2 separate regions of the Zea mays genome follow, and region 1 is linked to region 2. A link is a contact called in public Hi-C data. All regions are on one chromosome and are shown on one strand. Each heading gives the region's core, a stretch centred on a gene start, on an enhancer-like site or on the middle of the called end of the contact. The rest is flanking DNA. Distances are from core to core; before and after follow the strand shown. Region 1 has its middle 50 kb from the start of LOC109943106. Region 2 has its middle 39 kb from the start of LOC109942989.

Region 1 (4,085 bases), core at 880-3,379, 800 kb after region 2:
GGCCAGATCTACCTCCCTCGGCCCACTGCCTCCCGCGCCCTCGCTCACTGGTGGGCAGGGCCCACCTGTCAGGCCATCATCAGGGATGCGTGGCTGTGTGGGGTTGCCCGAATTTTTTGTTTTTGAGTCCTTTTTGTGTCAAAAATTTCCAATTAGACCCCCAGAAAACTTAAATGCAATTTTGGACCCATTTCTCGGCGCCATGAGCTATGGCGCCGAGTTTACACATCTCGGCGCCATAGATCTTGGCGCCGAGCTACCTGCCGCGCTGTCGTCCACGAGCTGACGCGGCGTCGACGTGGCACCGAGCTCGGCGCCAAGATCTATGGCGCCGAGCTCGAATATATAACCACAAAGCTTGTCTAGCTCAGTTGGCAAAGCGCAAGGCTCTTAACCTTAAGATCGTGGGTTCGAGCCCCACCGTGAACATATTTTTTTGTCTTTGTCACTGATTTGTTTTTTATTGTCCAGATTTTTTTTGTTTATGCCGCTGATTTGTCCGTGCGTTCAATATTTTTTGTCTTTGTATGACACGCACATGTGATCTCGTTCTTCATAGGTGTGCTTATCGGCGTGCCTTGTATGACACGCACATGTGATCTCGTTCTTCACATGTGATCTCGTTCTTCACATGTGATCTCGTTCTTCACATGTGAGCTCAGTTGACACGCATATTTTTTGTCGAGACATGCCTTGTGCAGACGGCGGTGCTTATCGGCCAGGGAAAGGCCATTTCCTTCGGCTTCGGCTGCACATATATATAGCTCTCATGGGTGTGCTGCACAGACGACGGGTAATCACATGTGCTTCGCGGCAAATTCTGCCACCAACAGCCCCGTACCTGTAGGGTTCGTACGTATACCATGCTAGCTCGTGGCACCTAGCATTAGTAATATATTTTTCCTGATATTTCCACCAGTGATTTTCAAGTATCCAGAGATGACCCCCCCACCCCCAAAAAATTTTGTTTGTAAAACGGGTGCTTTAATTGGTGGTCAGCCTTGTACAAGAGCTAGAGAGCTAATATAACTCGCACAGTCGCACATACAAAACCGTCGTACCGCGCGCGCATGCATACCATGGCGATCTGTTCGGGGGCACACGACAGGCTTAATATAGTGCAGACAGCACTGCTGCAGTGCGTTGCTTATCGGTCGTAGTCGTAGCACTGCAGCAGCCGCCCATGCATGGCGCACCTCCCTCCACCCGGCCTGCGGCATGTGAGATGGAAGCATCCAAACACGTGCCAACAATGGTGCATTATTAAGGTCCTGCAACATCACTACTGGTAGCTATATATACTGCGACCTCGTTTCTGGGCTTCTGGCACATCTGAGTATACTGACTTGTGCGACCTGCAGGACGAGGTCGGCCCGGTTCAAGAAACAACAAAGCTGGGGAGGGACTGCTGGGCGGTGCATGCATGCAGATGCAGGTGCGCTGTGGGCGGCAGGTCGCGCCGCCGCGGTAAGAAAAGTTCCTGCTGCGGCCGGGCAAGGCACCTTTCGTCTTCCCTATCGTTCCTACACTACTACTACATCACTGCTGCATGGACACGCAACACTGCTCACCCACGATCAGCGGCATAAACAAAAAAATATTGAACGCACGGACAAATCAGCAGCATAAACAAAAAAAATCTGGACAATAAAAAACAAATCAGTGACAAAGACAAAAAAATATGTTCACGGTGGGGCTCGAACCCACAATCTTAAGGTTAAGAGCCTTGCGCTCTGCCAACTGAGCTAGACAAGTTTTGTGATTATATATTCGAGCTCGGCGCCATAGATCTTGGCGCCGAGCTCGGTGCCACGTCGACGCCGCGTCAGCTCGTGGACGACAGCGCGGCAGGTAGCTCGGCGCCAAGATCTATGGCGCCGAGATGTGTAAACTCGGCGCCATAGCTCATGGCGCCGAGAAATGGGTCCAAAATTGCATTTAAGTTTTCTGGGGGTCTAATTGGAAATTTTTGACACAAAAAGGACTCAAAAACAAAAAATTCGGTGGGGTTGCTGCAGGCGGTCCCACGTGTTAGTCTTCGTGAGCGGGCGCACTTCCTTGTCACTGACGTGTGGACCGTGACTGCTCCTCGGGCGCAACCGGCTGACGCGAATGCCTCTACTCTCGCGGAGGACTTCCCCGGCGTCACTTCCAGGTGGGCCCCACCCGTCAGAGCCATCTCCTCCCTTGCGCATGCCATAACAGAATTCCGTGCAAGGTTAGGGAAAGATCCCTATTCCACTGGAACCCGCGCATGCAGGACCTCCTCCTCTACCTTATAGCAAGCTCTGCGCGTGCTGTAACCACCTCTGCCAGGAGCACCTTGGGTGGTTACAAGTCCGTGGCCTCCGCTTGCTTCGTATAGCACCATAGTCACCCCTTGCTATAAGCCACGGGCTGGCACCTTGAATACCCCACCGTGGACGGAGAGAAAGAGCAGAAAGAGGTAGAGAGAGAGGACGCCAGCGGGTGCCAATCGATCGGGCAGCACCTTTGGAGCTCGAGCAATTGCTCACCGGGGCATAGCTCTGCCGTGGAGCCGCCATGAACCCTGGTCGACTCTCCAGATCCGATCCCTAACTTTGGTAAGCCCCTTGACACTTTCGCCTCATTCGTAGGATTGTGTGGCACCGATTGGATTAGAGATTAGGGATTGGAGGCGCCGGCACCACCAACCCCGCGAACCCGCCGCCGCAGGGAGGGCCTATGCGCCGCCATTCGGCCGCCTGGGTTGTGGGAGCACATCTGACCGCTAATCTGGCCACCAACGGCCAGGATTGGGGCCCCGTACTGGTTTGGCCCAGCTCATCTCGGTCGTTGATCGTCGGGTCGGCGGACAGAGTCCGATGGCGATGATTTAAAATCCAGAACAGAGATTTTAGATCCAATGGCTCGCAGTGCGTACCGGTTCGATTTAAGTAAGGAACAGATCCAAGCACTCGGGTCGTGATCGGACGGTCGACCTTACCTGTACCCCTTCGCGGCGCCAATTTTACGGATTAGCCCCTTGGCTTATTCGGAAACAACCCGCAGTCCACCCTGAAGAAAGTCTGAGTCTGTGGGACTTTTGCGATATTAACCTCAGACTTTTTAGTATTTGTTGCTCTGTCCAGAGCTCGAGAAATCAAATAAATAAATTCAGAAATTGATTTTTAGTACGCAAATAATTCCAGAAACTTGTATAATTCATATTAAATTCATTTTAACTCCAAATTGATCCATTCCAGTGGCATTAATTTTGTAATAAAATTGTCTACCAACTAGTAGCTCTGTTTAGTCATGAAACTTGAATTAAAATTATTCACTTGAGTTATTTTATTCTAGTTACTAAATGACTTTAGAAATTCATAACTAAATAATCGTAACTCCGTTTTGGTCTGTTCAAATTGTGTTAGCTTCATAATAAAATTACTCAGGCATTAGTGACATTGTTTTGTCATGTTCTTAAAATAATTAAATACATATACTTATAGGGTTAAGTGTCCTAGCCTAAGGAAAAGAGGTATTTTAATTTGGTTCCTCTGAAATTGACTAAAGTATGATCTTTAAGTGGATTATAAATTAGAGTAAAAGTTGAGTTAGTTATCTCTTTAATATCCTTACTCATATAGTTTACATAATCAGCATAGAATATAGCTTTACATACTTTAACCATGAAGATCTTCCATAAATCATAACTCCTCAACCGTAACTCCGAATTTAGCGATTCTTGTTCCCGCGATCTCGTAGCAATGTGTAGACCATTATTATGAAATTTATTCTTATGTTTAGTGGGATGTTAATTTTGTCTATACCATGTTTGTTTGTATTGCTACAACTAGCTCGAGGTCACGAGTCACCTAAAGGTCATCCTGGTACCTGGAATCTCAAGTCCCAGACATGTTGTGTCCTTGATCACTTTTATTACCCAATAATGTTCTTTATTATCACTTACTCATGCATAAGCTTAATTTTGATGGGACCCAATAGGTCACCCTAGTTTGGTTATCTTTTTACCTTGTTCACCCCTAAATTATTTGGATAGTTTTGCTATTGCTCTATATGGTTTTGGGATTAATATTACATTATGTCCATGTTCCAATTAT
Region 2 (4,421 bases), core at 1,859-4,358:
ATTTTTCCTTACGCCGGCGGCGCACCACAACTCTGGGTTTTGGAGGGATGGAGAGGACGCAAGGCAGGGTCGGTCGCGGGATGGACAAGGGTTTTATGTCGTAGAGAGGTTGCGACCCATGCGGTATCGTGGCCCATGGACGAGGTCTTCCACCCAGATTTCCGGCTGCCGAAGTGCCGATGCGGTGAGTAGGTTGTGGGAGATAGAGAGCGCGGTGACGTGGGTCCCATGCGTCCACGGTGCCGAGGGACTGACCACAGGGCCCCAGTTGCCAGCGCAATGGAGAGTCAAACCCGAGCACCCGTGATCCGCAGCCAGGTGGGCCCCAGGCTTCAGCGAGACCACGCATGGCTTTGGAGTGATGACACGTGGGCCATAACTGTCGGCGCCAAGAACTGAAGTTGAGCCGCGCGGGTGTAGGGGGGAAAATGGATGGGCCGCGCGCAAGGAATTCGGCCCAATAGCTGTTTTCCCATTTTTCTTTCCTTTTTCTTTATATTTTTACTTTCCCTTTTCTTTTCTCTTTTAATTTCAAATTTAAATCCCAAATTTGAATTTATATGTGTGAAGTTCATACTTAGATCAACTGTACAATTCCAAATACCACCATGAACCTAATTTAATTAATTTATGTATTTATTTTATCTTATATGCATAGTATTTTTCTTCTCTTGTCTCAATTCTAGAATTTGCTTTAGGATTTAAATTTCGATTTGGACTTTAATATATTTTTTATATTATTTTTATATTGTCACAAAAATGCACACAAAATAAAGTCCAGCATGATGCACAATTTAGTGGCATGTCTTTTATTAATTATTTGTTTTTCTTTTAAGTGAGGTTTTCACATGTGATGGTAAATAAAGAGTGCACAAACATATAGGAAATAATTTCTCCTTTAGTAATCTCTGACAAATTGGGTATTACATCACCTTTGCCATCGACCACCGTCCCTGGACTGCACACCTACACACCACAAGTTGAGAGACATGGTTGTACAAAACACAACTCGTACTCTGGTTAGTCCACAGATTCACAACAAAGCAATACCCATGTTGACAATCGATCACTCATCATCAACCCAAACCATAAGGGAGAAATCAACCTTGTGTTCGCAAAGGGCTTGCTTCAAATGTGGTAAGACCGGTCATTTTATTGAAAATTGTCCATATGCAAAATATGATGATGGAAGGGAAGAAGAGAAGAAAGGGAAGAAGAAATTTGGAAATAACAAATTCTACAAGAAAAAGGGAGGCGAAGCCCATATCGACAAGGAGTGTGATTCGGATGAGAGCTTCTCCGACTCTGACGATGATGGTGTTGCACCACCACTTTGAACAAGATCTCTCTCTATCGAAGGACGACCACACGTGCCACATGGCGAAGGAGAGTAAAAAGAAGGTATTTACAAGAACCTCTCCTAAATATACTTCCTCTAGTGATGGTGATGATTCTAGTGATGAGGAAGATATGAAAACGTTTTAAGGATCTTATTTGAAGTCAAATTGATAAAGTGAATAATTGATTAAGGCCATTAATGAGAAGGATGAACCCCTGGAGAAGTAGGATGATCTACTCATTTATGAAACAAAGAAAAATGTGAAACTTCAAAAGACCCTAGCTCATGGAAAAAAGTAATAGTTTTTTTTTGTGAAATGAGCTAAAAGATTGCAACAATTCAATTTCTAGTCTTAAATGTGCAAATGATGATCCAATGCTAAGATTGATAAATTGAATGGTTGTCATGCATTTACATCTTCACTTGAGCGTGTTACTATTTGTACTAAATGCAAAGATGTAACACTTGAATCCATCTCTTATAACTAGTTGAGTCGAGTACAAAACCATAAGAGAAGAGATAATTTTTTCATACAAAAAGAGTTGAACTCTTTTGATGCATTCATTTTTGGAGCATGGATTTTGCTTGATAAATAATTACAAGGATTATTTTGATACTCCAATTATTTTTACCCTTAAATAAGGTATTATATTTCTAAATGTTTCATGAATTTTATAAAGTTTTAAATCATGTTTCATGAGTATTTGATCATGAGTATGAAAAAGGAAAAAGAAAAGAGTTTCAAAATTCGGAGAAAGAGAAAAAGGGTATTTCTTCCTCTCCCCCAGCCCGCGGCCGCTTTTGGCCCAACAGGCCCGCCCCCACACCCCCTTTCTTTTCCCTCCCTCTCTCTGACGTCTGGGGTCCTGCTGCCAGCCGTCCCTGTTCTCCTTCCTCCACTCCCCCGCGCCCGCGCCGGACCTCGCCATGTCGTGCCGCCCACACCAAGCCACCACCGACCGATTCCTTGCCCGAAGTGGAGCATGCCGAGACCCCCTTCCTTTTCCCCTCGATTGCCCTTAATCCTTTCCTCCCCCTGACGCGAATTTCTTTCCCCATTCGTGAGCACCGTTTATGGTAGGTGGCCGGATCTTCAATCACTGGAGATATCCACAGTTCTGGAGCTGATTCACCCACGGCTTCGTTCCTATAAGAACCACCCGATCCCCCATCGTCGATCACATGCATCGGCACCCTCTCCCGTGTTCTCCTTCCTTCTGCCCACGCTCACCGTCACCACCGAACCGCCATTGCTCGTGGCCGAGCACCCTTGGCGCTTCTCCGCCCACGCCAAGGCTGTTGTGGTGATACCCAAACTCACTGCTGGTTCTCCACGTCTTCCCTGGCTCGGTCCAGCCCCACGTCATTGCTTCGACCTCACCTGAGCCCTGCCGACCATCGTTCCTTGTCGCCAGCCGTCCTCACTATCTCAACCCCCTCAGTAAGGCATCAGTCGCATTCGACTTTATCCCTAGCTGCTACTTGAGCCATCCCCGATCAATTCAGCCTCTCGGAGTGCTGTATCGACCAAATCCGGCGAGTCACCGGCCGTGCGCCATCGTGCACTGTGCTTCCTCTTTGTCCCCCAGTTCGTTGGCTCGTAGAGCCTTGCGCGCGAGCCAAGCCACGCATTCTGGCCCGTCGAATCTGGATTGTGCGCTTAGGGTTTAATGTAGTTGGGTTAGCCGCTCATTTCAATCTTGGCCCTCGGATTTGGATCGGATGGCCACCTGTGGCCAATACTCCATCCGACTTGAGCTGCCCATTTTAATTTTAGCCCTTGGACCTTGATCGAACGGCCACAAGAGACCGATGTCCCTTCGACCGAGCCGTGCAGGCATTTTTGTTAAAGAGCCCTGATCGTTTAGGTATTCGTAGACCGATCCTTCCACCTCGTAAAAGACTTGCGATCAGGTCCTTGTTCTTTTCAGTTAGGTCCCCGAGGCCTATTTTTCTTTACCATTTGTCCCTACAATAGTATTTTGGCCATAAATTGCTTGTTTCAAAACCAATAAAATTGGTTGTTGTTTTTTTAGCTTGCTAAAATTATGCTAAATATTTTAGGATAGTTTTCATAGCAGTTTCACAACCTCCAAAGTTTGATTTATTTCTAGATTTAGTAGTTGATGAAAATAGGTTTCTTGGTTAAAAAATTTAAAAGAAAAATAGAATTGGTGTTTCTAAAACTAAAATAGGGATAAACAATAGGCTAATTATCCTCTTTCCATGAGTTATTTATGTATGCCTCTTTTTGTTTAATGGATGGTGCATGCTTATTGAATGGTGTATGCTTTCCTTTATTTTGTGAAAGTCGTCTAGATGAGGGTGAATAGGCGGAACCTAAAAATTATAAACTTTGAACATGAACTTCACCCGGGGTTAGGATTAGAAATAAGTAATAACGAAATCAGAGTGTGGAAGAGAGTTCTTCTTGCTATAAGTTGCTATAGAGGGGAGAAGAATCATCGTATGGTAATGATCAACACAAATGAACACAACGATTTGTTTGCTGAGGTTCGGTTCCAATGAACCTACTCCCCGTTGAGGAGTCCACTAAGGCCGGGCCATTTTCAACCCTTTCCCTCTCTCAATCGATCACTTAGACCAGTTGAGTGCTTCTTCTTAATCTCAAGGATCACCTAGACCCCGTAGGGACCACCACACACTTAGTTGTCTCTTGCTAGACATACAAGTCACTAGAGAGTTTAGAAGGAGATGAAGAAAGTACGATTAAAATACAAGCAACAAGAGCAACAAATGAAACACCAGATCACACTCTCTCAAGTCACTAATCTCTAATGATCACTAGTTACAATTATGGCACTTGGAGAGGTTTGGAAGCTTTGAAGGTGTCTTGGAATGAATTGCTTGCTCTTGTATTGATTGTGAGTGAGTAGAATGCTTGGATAGATTGAATGGAGGTGGTTGGGGTTGTATTTATAACCACCAACCACTTCCTAGCCATTGCCTCCTTTCTGCCAACCGCGGACGGTCCGCCCCTACACATCAACGGCTGGAATCGCAACAGTCAGCAGTAACGGCTATATCAATGGCTACAAGTGCATTAAATGTGTCATCAGAT

Evidence for each region. A called contact is a pair of places that touch in the nucleus more often than the background predicts.
Region 1: a contact with region 2 is called in a Hi-C map of bundle sheath, with 4 times the contacts expected there. The contact joins two enhancer-like sites. A contact is called at or near these places in 2 of 25 Hi-C or Micro-C datasets (bundle sheath and endosperm).

What each region holds. Positions count from the first base shown.
Region 1 is chr10:63,912,277-63,916,361 of Zm-B73-REFERENCE-NAM-5.0, forward strand. No RefSeq gene overlaps it. Among protein-coding and RNA genes, the nearest start is that of LOC109943106, 50 kb to the left of the region's middle. Within about 2 kb of position 2,130, at least 20 of the 20 cell types and tissues checked have an H3K27ac peak or open chromatin away from gene starts, as enhancers often do. A contact at or near this core is called in bundle sheath and endosperm, where this site is marked.
Region 2 is chr10:63,112,758-63,117,178 of Zm-B73-REFERENCE-NAM-5.0, forward strand. No RefSeq gene overlaps it. Among protein-coding and RNA genes, the nearest start is that of LOC109942989, 39 kb to the left of the region's middle. Within about 2 kb of position 3,109, at least 17 of the 20 cell types and tissues checked have an H3K27ac peak or open chromatin away from gene starts, as enhancers often do. A contact at or near this core is called in bundle sheath and endosperm, where this site is marked.